4 separate regions of the Mus musculus genome follow, and regions 1, 2 and 3 are each linked to region 4. A link is a contact called in public HiChIP or PLAC-seq and promoter capture Hi-C data. All regions are on one chromosome and are shown on one strand. The core of a region is the stretch at or near the end of the contact, and the rest is flanking DNA. Distances in the headings are between cores, read along the strand shown. Region 1 holds the start of Hyls1 (HYLS1, centriolar and ciliogenesis associated). Region 2 holds the start of Zfp202 (zinc finger protein 202). Region 3 holds the start of Tirap (toll-interleukin 1 receptor (TIR) domain-containing adaptor protein). Region 4 holds the start of Tbrg1 (transforming growth factor beta regulated gene 1).

Region 1 (2,700 bases), core at 50-2,549, 2.1 Mb after region 4:
AATGTCCAAAAGTAGGTAAGAAAATGAATCATCTAACCTTGCTTAAGACACATTAGCTGGAGGTTCCATGCTAAAGGAAATTCCATACAAGCATTACATGAAAGCAGGATATTTGTCCTAAGAATGTGTGTAATAAAGTAGTGTCACATTGTCCATCAAGGGGTAGTCATTCAGTTTTCATAAATTCTTAACTGCCTCAGAGGTAGAGCAAGGGCCCTGATTAAAAAGCTAAGTAGGCAAGTGATAAGAGGCAGAGGCAGGTGGATTTCTGAGTTTGAGGCCAGCCTGGTCTACAAAGTAAATTCCAGGACAGCCAGGGATATACAGAGAAACCCTGTCTCAAAAAGCAAAAAAAAAAAAAAAAAACCTCAACAAAAAAAGAATTGTTTGGAAGATTTAAGCATTCTAGCATTTGAGGGGTGGGGGTACGTATGAGTGCTCTGTCTGATGAACACCCGCTCCCAGAAGAGAGCATAAGATCCCTTTATGAGCCAACCATGTGCAACTATGTGATTACTAGGAATTGAACTCAGGACCTATGGAAGAGCAACCCGTGCTCTTAACCCCAGAGCTATCTTAACAACCCAGCTTTCTATATATTAAGAAATAAACACCTATTTGTATTTGATGTAGAAAGTTAAAGTACGGGGGATGGGGGCCTCTTTTCCGATCTTACCCTCAGTAGTCCCCAAAGCACTAGGGTCCCTTTTTTTTTCTTTGTAAGTACACAAATCATTGTAAACGTCAGACATACATGTAATATTTTTATTATACTATTTTGTTAACAGTACGCTAGAAAAGGAGGGCAATAATAGTGCGTTCTGGAAGAGTGCATACCGTGCCGCGGGGACCGCTGCAGCTGGAATTGGTCGGGCGGTCCTATCGCGGGTTGCAGTGGAGACCGACTCACGAGCCGGGCCAGCCACGCCCCAGAACCCTCCCCTCCGCTACCCTCCGACGCCGCCGGCCACAGCCAAGAGCGGCTGCGGCACGGAGCAGGGCCAGCCCGTTGCCTAACCGCCAGACTAACACCCACACGACCAAGAAACAGATTCCGCGCCACGGTCCGGCGGGTTCCCACTTCAGCTCCACGCCCCAAACCCCGCTTCCGGGCCCGAGGTTGGGGAGGGCTTAGAGAAAATGTGCACCAATCGTTATGTAGACGTGGAGAACGTCTGGCCTCTGGACCAACGAGAGAGATGGTGGGCGGAGCCAAAGGCGTGGGCTCTCTTCGGGATTTAAACTTGAACAGCGGACCGTTAACGACTACGCTGAACGTGGAGGTGTCGTGCGCCTGCGCGAGTGGGAAACAGCGTTCCGGGGTGAGCCGCGACTGCTAGACCCTGGGCAGCGGCGGCCGAGGCTGGTGAGGATCACGGAGCCGGAGCGGTGGACCTTTCCTGGGACAGGGTGCAGCGGAGCCCACGCTCTTTCCCTCGGCCGCTGCGCGTGGATTCGCGTTTTCTTCCCTGCCAGGTTCTGGCGTTCAAGGTAAATCTCGGCAGCGTTGCTCGGGACGTCTTTAACTCGCAGCCCGAGCACAGGCCGCCCAAGCCCCTGCAGGTCACAATGTAATGTACACCTTGCCTGCGCCACTTTTGCCCGGTGGGCAAGCGAGTGGACAGAGCCCTCCCTGCCAGCATGGAAACGGGGACGGGTCCCTGGGGAAGTCGAGCTCACGGCACGCCCGTGGCCAGATGGTGCGACTGGTGGTGTTATTGTTGGAAGAGCAGGGAAGTAGCCTCAGGTTTGGGTTACACCTTCCGTGGATTCAAGTGTACAGCCGGCTTGCTTAGGATTTAGGATAGCAAGTAAAACTGAAGGAACCCCTCTGGGTGATCTTACCCCAGAAAGAGTGAGAAAACCCGTATAAAAACTATACAATACAAACAAAAATATCACTGTGCCCTTTCTTTCAAGTTGGCTAGGTTTTTTCAGTGTGCAGTGCTGATGAAAGTGAAAATAGAGGCACTCTAACGCGTGTGTTGAGGTAATAATCAGTTTTTCTAGAGAGCAGTTTGTCATTCAATTTAGAAGTTAAATTGCACCATAATTTCAGTTATAGCCAAATACAGGAATTTAAAGGGTTAAAAATCCCACCCCACCCCCCAGCCCTGAATCTTTTTACTGTAACTAGGTAATCCTGGAGCATTAAACTGTTTGAGGGTTTTTTGTTTTTAAGGGAAAGGTAATTTTAGTCACTATTACCCATATTTATCCTCGATATATAAGATGGCTTAGCTTGTGAGATCGTTGTAAGCAAAGGAACTGAGTATAACCTATAAACATGAGAAGTTGCATTTCACTTGTAAGCATCTACATATTTGAGGTGTAAAAATGAAGGGGACATAATTTGAACACAAAGGAACAGGACTTTATCACTGTAAGGATGCCATTAAAAATCATCTTGGCTTTAGTCTAAAATCACCCCAGGCCAACTCCAGAAGAGATATATACATGTCTCAATTAAACTTCAAAACCTTTTGAAGTAATTCCACTTTTTAAGTGAAGTAAGCTTTATTCCCTACTTTACATTTTTCTAACATTCAGTCCTACTTTGGAGTTTGTATAAATATTCTCTCTCTGAAGTAATTTTGTAAAAATACCTTTAGGAGCTTCTCATTGACTGCTTCTGTGATGACAACCAAGAAGCTAACTGAACCCATTTTCTTTTATATTCATCCCCAGACAACCTCTTAA
Region 2 (2,700 bases), core at 7-2,506, 2.5 Mb before region 4:
AAATGTACTGCCTTCCTCCTAACCCTTTTATGTTAGGCAGCAATAGCAGAAAGTGACTCAAGATATTTGATGGCCTCCAAATATCCCACTGTCACTTGCTTCTCCTAGCAAGCTTCTCACAGCCATCCTGACACTTCATTGAAACTGTTTTCTGGATTAAGGTCCATGGGGCTGCTTCAAAGAAAAAGCTGCACAGAGAGATGCCTTGTGACTTCGTTGCCCCAAGCTTTCCCTACTGCCTTTCACCTGTAGACTATGGACAGAATAACCTGACAGCAAAACCCTAGATGTGGCACTCCTAACCACGACCAAGACGATAAGCTGGACCTAGAGATCTCCCTTTGGGGAGTTCTGCACAGAGAAAAGACAGCGCTATCCATGTGTAGAATACGAGACAGCCACAGCCCAGGGGAAAGTGTGTGAGAGGACCAGGTCGGCCATGGAATAAAAAACTAGCAAACTTTCAGTCCACTATGGAAAGTCCCGCAGATGGTGAGATGAGCTGGAGAAGAGGTCCCCGAGCTGGTTGTCAGGGGTAGGAAGAAAGAAGTTCAGACAGTGCAGACAGTAGCCTCTAGCTCTACAGGGAAGTTCTGAGCCTGTCACTAAGCCAGGTGAGAGCCACACGCTAGACGGCCAAGGACTGGCAAGGATCACAGGTGATAAGATCGCATGTGAAGGGGGCGGGGTTCGCTGGGAAGGAGGGAAGGCAAAACCTGCAGGGAGGGCTCTGGAGCAATGTGCGATGCAGAGTGAAAAGTCTGAAGAGAGGGGAAGGTGGGCGTCAAGGGGCCTAGGCTACACCCCACTGGCTTCTAGCGCACCGGAGCGGTTGGTATGGACGCAATCCGAGGGGCACAGTGCATGTCCGCAGGCCCCCAGAGGGGGCGGAAGGAGGTGGCTGGGCAGAGAAGCCTGGAGTGCCACCCTTGTCTCCGGACGTCCCGGCTCTGGCCGCGAGGAGGTGACATGGTTACAACGCCCAGGCCGCGGGGACCCCGCCGCCACCCCTTCCCTGGCAGGCGCTGTCCCCCGGCGCCGGGGGGGCGGGGTCTGCTGCCCCTCCCAATGCTCCTGCCCTTCCCTCCCCGCCCGCTGCGGTGCCCGCTCGCCGGCCAGGTCCCCGACACTCACGTCTCCCGCGGCTCCGGCGGCTCCTCCCCTGCCCGGTGCTCCCCCACCCACTCCCGGCCGAAAGAGCCGAGCGGGATCCGAGTCGCGCGGGGCCCAGCGGGTCGGAACACGTGGGTCCTCTGCGCCCGGAACCGGAAGCGACCACTCGCCCCACCTCCAAGGGGTGCTGGAGCCTGTCTAGGCTGTAGGAGGTTTGGTCCACTCGTTGTGTTCCTGTTGGTCGAAGCCTGGGGCTTCTCCAGTGAGACCCATGCCGGGAAGCATTCCCTGGACTGCTGCCCTCTATGGCCAGTCCCCTTTGCGGCAAACCCATCACCTTCCTAGGCGTGGTATTCATTGTCCACTTCCTACAGGGTTTTGTTTTCATCTTTCATGTTGGTTTTGGTATCTACATCTCCACAAGAGAATCCCCTCCTTCCCACGCAGTTTTCTTTTCCTTCAAGCATGGAAGAATAAAAAAAGAAAGGTTTAGATTTGAATGCTGGCTCCTTCATGCACAGCTGTTGCCGGGCCGCCAGAACATCTGCCTGTCAACTCTGTCCGTCTTGAAAAAACACAAACTGTTGGTCTTAGAACTAAAAACTGGAAGGTAGACTGAAGCTCAGTAAGGAAATGGTGGTGTTGTCTATTAACCTTTGTGTGCTATTTTGGTGCCTCTTTGCCACTGTCTTCCCTGATCTAAGTTGTTCATTTTTGTCTTTGTCCCTAACACTTCTATAGTCCATCTTGCCCTGAATGTCACATGGTGACATGTGCAAGTCTTCTCCTTTCAGCCATTTCTTGAAAACCGTTTCCGTTCATGGGACAAACTGCTCGAGACTGCTTAGCATACTTTGAACTGGACATGTTAATTGCTTTTGCTAGAGAGGCAGCTGTGTTCTGCAGAGGGTGTTACAACACCCTTGATCAAAGCTTTGTTGAAGCCCCAACTGGAAGACTGTTCTTCGGTCAAAGGAGTGGATGGAGTCTACCTCTAGCCTGGCTGAAGACCGAGCAATCGTGAGATTTAATCCAGTTGTGCCCAGCCAATCACCTGACCACCCCACCAGAATGCAAGTTCACTTAATACCGTGGTAAAAGACATGGGAGTTGGTGACGGTATCCCTTTAATGAGATAGATAATGTACTTTTTCAGAAACCTGATTCTGTTCAGTTCAGGCAGTCAGTGCCAGAATGGGCAGGTCTGTCTGCCCTTCTGAGTCCTGACTAAGGTATACTTTTCCCCTCCTCCTCCTCTTCCTCTTCCTGTTCCTCTTCCCCCTCCTCCTCCCCTTCGTTTTTTTTTTTTTTTTTTTTTTTTTTTTTTTTTTTTTAAATCTTTATCTGAGGACACTGGACAGAGCCAAAGTATGCTTTTTCTGTTACTTGGAGCCTTTCTATTATTTTCTGAAGTATCCCTCCCTCTGCTGCACTATGTGACTGCTTACAATGACAGGTTTGTTTTCTTCCTCTTGTCCATTTTCTTTTTCTAGGCAGGGGCTGAAACTGAAATTTAGTTTGCCTGCTCTGTTTTTTTTTTGTTTTTTGTTTTTTGTTTTTTGTTTTGTCTAATAAAATTGTCTTTGA
Region 3 (2,700 bases), core at 117-2,616, 2.5 Mb after region 4:
AGCAACCACATGGTGGCTCACAACCATCCGTAACGAAATCTGACTCCCTCTTCTGGAGTGTCTGAAGACAGCGACAGTGTGCTTACATAAATAAATAAATAAATAAATAAATAAATAAAATCTTTTAAAAAAAAAAGGGTTTAGATATGCTAAAAAAAAAAAAAAAAAAAAAAAGAAATGGTTTATTCTTGAGCCATACCTGAGTGACCACGTCCCAGGAATATAGATTTAGGTTATCCTAAACTGCATGTTTCAGTGTGGAAGGAGCTTCACAACGTTTTAAATTGTTACAGAACAAAGTCATAAATCAAGCCAAGTTTAAAATACATTGTCGGGCACATCGCAGAGGCAGTACAGCAAGACTGGGGCTGGGGAGACCTTTGCTGTAGGACTCAGGTGTTATCTGATGATAGCTTTCGGGTTGGGCAGCTAGGGATCTGCTCAAGGTATGGCTGGCCGATCCGTGGGGTTTAGAGCTAGCTGAGCCTCCGGACAGGCAATATTCCTATCTCTCCAACTCACTGCAGTTCTAATCAGTAAGTCAGCCTTTGCAGACACAATTGCTTTCCAGGAATTCTTATGAATATTCATCTCTCACAACACCAGCATCCAGAGAATGTAATTTTGATGAGTAAACCTAGAAAGATCATTCATGAACAGCGCCACGGCATCAACTGCCTCCCTCTGAACAAGTTACAGGTTGGCTTGGCTGGAGAGAAAAAGAAATCAAGAGTGGGCTAATAAGGCCTTACACCAGCCCATTCTACTCCTGCCACCTGCAGTATTTCATGTGAGTTGGTTTTAGGTTGGTGTTTTAATAACAATATTCCCTTGGCGTTTCACAAAGCTCACAGCAGGAACTCTAAGAAGTGGAGGCAGAGGACTTAAATATTTCATCAGGGCTTACCAACACTTTGCCCAGCCACCCTTTTTTTGCAGTTATTTTGGTACCCTTGGAAATGCAGTTGAAATGCCATTAGGAAATCCCTGCCCTGAAGGCCAGCACTTTTGGCCAGACTGATTCCAGCCTGTGGGCAGCAACCTTAATGGGACCCATATCCCAGTAAAAGAACGGACCTCCCAGGGGCTAGCCGGCTTCTTTGTCCACTTAACCTACCTTACTTAAGGGGATGAAAGTCTCATTTTCCCCAACCGTGCGAAAGAAGGTAAGGTCTGCACCTCCCTTTCTGGAGTTTTCTCCTCGTCCCTTTGCCCTCACACAAGACAAACCGCGGCTCAGGGCTTCACGGCAGCCTCAGGGAGCTCGGGTGTCTGGGTTCAGCCTCGGGTCGTAACCAGGCAGCTGGGAATCTTGAGCGACGCGGACTGGCGAGCGCCCCCTAGGGTCCGGCCGGCGGGTGTGGGCAGGAGAGTGGCTAGTGCGGGCGGGAGGGCCGTGGCCGAGGAGCTTCCGGGAGCCGGGGCGCGGGCACTTCCCGGACGAGTCTGCAACCCGCAGCGTGGAGCCGCGTAGGTGAGCGGGCGGCGGGGACGCGGGGCGGTGGGCGGACGGGCCCTGCCGAGTCAGCCCTTTCCCCGGGACAACGCTCCCCTGATCCGCCCCTTCCAATCTGGGGTCCAGCACTCCCCCGAAAGCCGCCACCTTTCTGTGGCACCGATGCCAGCATGGAGCTGTTAGTCCGGCTGGGCTTCAAGCAGTCCGGCCACATCAAGTGGCTCTCCCTAGCTCCCTGAAGTCTCTGCCCTGTCATAACCTGGCCCCTCTGGGCTTGACTTTGTGGCAAAGTTCTGCATTAGTGTCACTTTATTTAAAGTTAAGAACCCACTGGGCGTTGCTATCACGGTCATTTAACGGGCATCCACCAGGGATTACTACAGTGCCAAGTACCAGAGGGACTAGGGGAGTAGGAACAGTTCGGTCCTTAGGTCAGACACTGGCTGGCAGGTAAACCAGAAACCCGAGAAGCGCAACTAGAGAAGGAAGTAGGGAGTTCTCCATCGGACAGACCTACCCAGGAATGACTCAGAGGAAGCCTTGCTTTGTTTTCAGACTTTAAGAAACAATATCAACCAGCATACCGAAACACAGATCCCGAGTCCTACCAAGCCACTTTTCACAGGCTTTCTTGTGTAACCTGCATCCAGAACAGTAAGTCTATGTACGTACATATGCTGCTTGATGTATAACATCATGTCGAAAAGGTGGACTGTGGACTGGTCATCCGATTTACTGAACATGGTTGTTTTCAGCTTTGGCCTGTTTTGAGTTTGTGTGACTTTTGTACCTTTGCTCAGTTTGATAGTGTGCAGTAGCTTTCTAAAACAGTTGTGTTTGGGGCCAGAGCAGAGGCTCGGTGGTTAAGAGCACTGGCTGCTGTTTCAGAGGACCCTAGTTGAATCTCCTCACCCACATAGTGGCTCACAAACATCTCTGTCACAAACTCTGGTTCCGGATGACCCAATGCCCTCTCTGGCCTCTACAGGCACATGGCATGAAAGTGATATATAGACACACACACACACACACAGGCAAAACATCCATGCACAGAAACGAACATTTTCTAAGCTAAAAATAAAAACTGTGCTTGCTGGCTATCACAGCAGACACCTGTGATCCCAGCACGCTGGTGGAGGTGAGAAGAGGTAAGTTCAGGGCCAGCCTGGGCTATCAAACCCTATCTCAAAACAAAGCAAGCAAGCACAGAAGTTACGGCAGTCACTCCCAGCAGCACATTCTGT
Region 4 (2,700 bases), core at 198-2,697:
TGGACATGGTTGTCTATGGCTATAGTCCCAGAATTTGGGAGATAGAAACAGGAGGGTCAGGAGTTCAGGGTCATCTTTCCCTACACAGAGAGTTTGGCACTGTTAAGAACCCAGTCTATCAAAGCCAACAAATAAACAATACCTTCTTTTTTGTCAAATTTGCAAGAAAATTGCCTTAATTGTAAAAGAAAAAGTCTCAAGTGAAAAAAAAAAATAATAATAAACATGTTTGGGACTATTCCACTGAAGTCTACTGGCCAAAAGAGCTTTCAACTAAAGCAGAGGCTGGGACTTTCCTCCTCATAGACACAACACACGAAGAAGATGAATAATACAAAAAGTCAGATAGATGTCAAAGTCTATGAGAACAAAATGCAGCTAAACAGCAAATCAGGCAGTTAAAACTAACGCTTTATTAAGAATAAAGTCAATTTCGATTACTATGAGTGCTTTCAGATTCCAAGCTAGAATTCCAGTATATATTTTCAAAGCAGTGTATTTTATAAGTTGTCACAATTCTGATGGCTTTTAAAACCAACTAAATCCACAGGAGCACCTTAGGTATTTGTGAAGGCAAATGGTACCCTGGAGTTGCATTATTAAGACCCAACCAAGTTCAAAAAAAGCAGCTTGTTACATGGGCAGTCATAGAAGAGTATCTACACGCTTTTTCTCTTGGGTTGCAGTTTGTCAAAACTGCAATGGTTTTTACAGTTTTCAGAGATTAAATACTTGGATCACTTACTGAATTCTAAGTTGTCTTTATCAGTATTAGGTTTTTCTCTAGTAATTCAGTGAGCGCGTTAATTATGTAACATACTTCTTGGCTTCCATGTACAACCGTAAACGTCTAGATTTGGAGAATTTAACAATAATTATCTTTTATATGAGTACACTAGTTTGGAAATCCACCCCATCTCATTTCTTACTTTGAGAGGGAGAAAACAAACAACAAAAACAAAATGTGAAAAAGAGGCTCAGTCAATTGGTTTGACACTACTGAAAGAAAAAAACGATAGGAAGTATGTGTACTTGAAACGCTCCTGGTTTCATTTTAAAACCACTGAAAGCCGACCTTGTGCTACTTAACATTTTATTAAAACAGTTTGCTAACTAGATACCAAGCTTTGGGGCAATCAAGGTCTTGTTTTACTATCCCCGAAGTTCACAGCCTAAGAAACACTTGTGCGATCAGCACATATGGGAAACTGAGTTCCCCGCATTAGTATTTAAGTCTGCTAAAACCCCAGGAAGGCCTGCTGCTCAGAGCAACCTGGGAAAGCAGATGTGGACGTGCATTCCCTGAGGGCACCTGCCTGAGCGTCTGCATCAGGACTTTAAACTCTTCCCTACTTCGCTGGCTATCAGCCGGGTAGGACCGGTTCTTTCCAGCTCCAGCTCCTTGCAACCCTGAGCCACACCCGTCCTCCCAGCCCACCGCTAGGTCCGAACCACCGCAACTTCCAAACCCGGAAGTTACACGTGGCGGTGCTTTTGCGCAACTTCCGGCGGGTCTTCCTTGGGAAATCGACTGGGAAGTGCCGAGGATCGCCATCTGTTTCTGCCTGCGCTCCATCCCCTCCGCGCCCCGGAGCTCCAGAACCCGGTCTGATCATGAGCGTGTTGAGCGGCCTGGCCTCCGAGCCGCGCACCCCGCTGTCCAGCAAGGCCAGGATGAAAAGGCTCCCGAGGAAGAGCCAGAACGAGAAGTACCGGCTGAAGTACCTGCGGCTGCGCAGAGCAGCTAAGGCCACGGTGTTTGTGAGTCTGGGTTTGGGTGGGGACTGTCTTCCCCACCTCAACTCTCTCAGAGAAAGAATATCCGTCCAGTGTTAGTTGCCTCGCTTGGGAATATTAGTTCCATATCCTTGCATAAGTTATTCCTCTAGTCCTGTCAACTCCTCTATAAATGAGGACTGAAGAGTGCTCCGCCAGCAAACTTTAGTCATTACCTTCTTGCTACTTTTCGTTTCGAGCCTAAGGAGTGTCTTTTAAGGCGAGCACACTGAAATGAAGCCCAGAGGGATGACGTGCCCTAACTCCAACTTGGATACCCTGATTCCAGTTTATTATTTACTCTACACAGCCTGTTTCCTAAGTACACCCAACCCTAACGCCATGGCTGCCGCTTTCGTAAACAGGCACCTAAATCTTTCAAAATTGTCCTGGTTGTAGCTCCCTTTGACGAGGCTTCTAGGTGTTTCTGCCTTCCCTCCATCCGAAACTGAAAGTGGAACTCAACATCAGGAAACAGGCTACCTCCTCCTGCTGAGGTGTATAGACACTTCCTGCTTTAATTGTAGGGATTTAGGATTTGATGAGTAAACTTCTTTACCAGCCAAGAAGTATTAGGGTCTAATAAATCTGATAACAGTCTAATAAATAGACTATTCTAGCTTAGCCAGTCACCTCAGTGCTTGCTTGGTAATAGGTATACGGTCCATATACCCTCACATCTGAACCTGCAGTTTAACACTTCTTTCTACAAGGTCTTTGTAGACGTATCGGGAAAAGTTTTGACTTTCAATTTGTTGTTGCTAAAACATTTAACGCTTGTATATGTGTCGAGGGAAATATGAGTAAATCAGGAAGTCAACACCTTATACTCACTGTTCTCTCTTGTCACATGATGTCAGAGCCTGCCTAATGCTTACAAGTCGACATTTAAAGATAGTGTTGGTTTCGTTAAGTATACAAAGA

What was found. Promoter capture Hi-C pulls out the DNA fragments that hold promoters and counts their contacts. HiChIP or PLAC-seq counts read pairs in DNA pulled down with a chosen protein or histone mark. Capture Hi-C pulls out chosen DNA fragments and counts their contacts.
Region 1: an H3K4me3 HiChIP or PLAC-seq map of stem cell-derived neural progenitor cells shows a contact between it and region 4, with 7 times the contacts expected there. The contact joins the promoter of Hyls1 here to the promoter of Tbrg1 in region 4. A contact is called at or near these places in 6 of 39 promoter capture datasets (the 3T3-L1 cell line, cranial neural crest, hippocampal neurons and 2 more), 2 of 484 Hi-C or Micro-C datasets (B cells and the G1E-ER4 cell line), 3 of 115 datasets of contacts at active chromatin or transcription factors (astrocytes, embryonic forebrain and stem cell-derived neural progenitor cells) and 3 of 9 other capture datasets (adipose tissue, embryonic stem cells and liver).
Region 2: a promoter capture Hi-C map of 3T3-L1-derived adipocytes shows a contact between it and region 4, with 4 times the contacts expected there. The contact joins the promoter of Zfp202 here to the promoter of Tbrg1 in region 4. A contact is called at or near these places in 8 of 39 promoter capture datasets (the 3T3-L1 cell line, 3T3-L1-derived adipocytes, cranial neural crest and 5 more) and 2 of 115 datasets of contacts at active chromatin or transcription factors (embryonic stem cells and stem cell-derived neural progenitor cells).
Region 3: a contact with region 4 is called in a promoter capture Hi-C map of liver, with 2.3 times the contacts expected there. The contact joins the promoter of Tirap here to the promoter of Tbrg1 in region 4. A contact is called at or near these places in 3 of 39 promoter capture datasets (cranial neural crest, liver and pre-B cells) and 1 of 9 other capture datasets (liver).

What each region holds. Positions count from the first base shown.
Region 1 is chr9:35,568,668-35,571,367 of GRCm38.p6, reverse strand. It overlaps Hyls1 (HYLS1, centriolar and ciliogenesis associated), which reads left to right and starts at 1,299. Exons shown (of 4, transcript NM_029762.1): 1 at 1,299-1,491.
Region 2 is chr9:40,190,872-40,193,571 of GRCm38.p6, reverse strand. It overlaps Zfp202 (zinc finger protein 202), which reads right to left and starts at 1,256. Exons shown (of 7, transcript NM_030713.2): 1 at 1,135-1,256.
Region 3 is chr9:35,198,631-35,201,330 of GRCm38.p6, reverse strand. Tirap (toll-interleukin 1 receptor (TIR) domain-containing adaptor protein) reads left to right here and starts at 1,366. Exons shown (of 7, transcript NM_054096.2): 1 at 1,366-1,474; 2 at 2,012-2,120.
Region 4 is chr9:37,656,059-37,658,758 of GRCm38.p6, reverse strand. It overlaps Tbrg1 (transforming growth factor beta regulated gene 1), which reads left to right and starts at 1,447. Exons shown (of 9, transcript NM_025289.3): 1 at 1,447-1,761. The coding sequence starts at 1,615.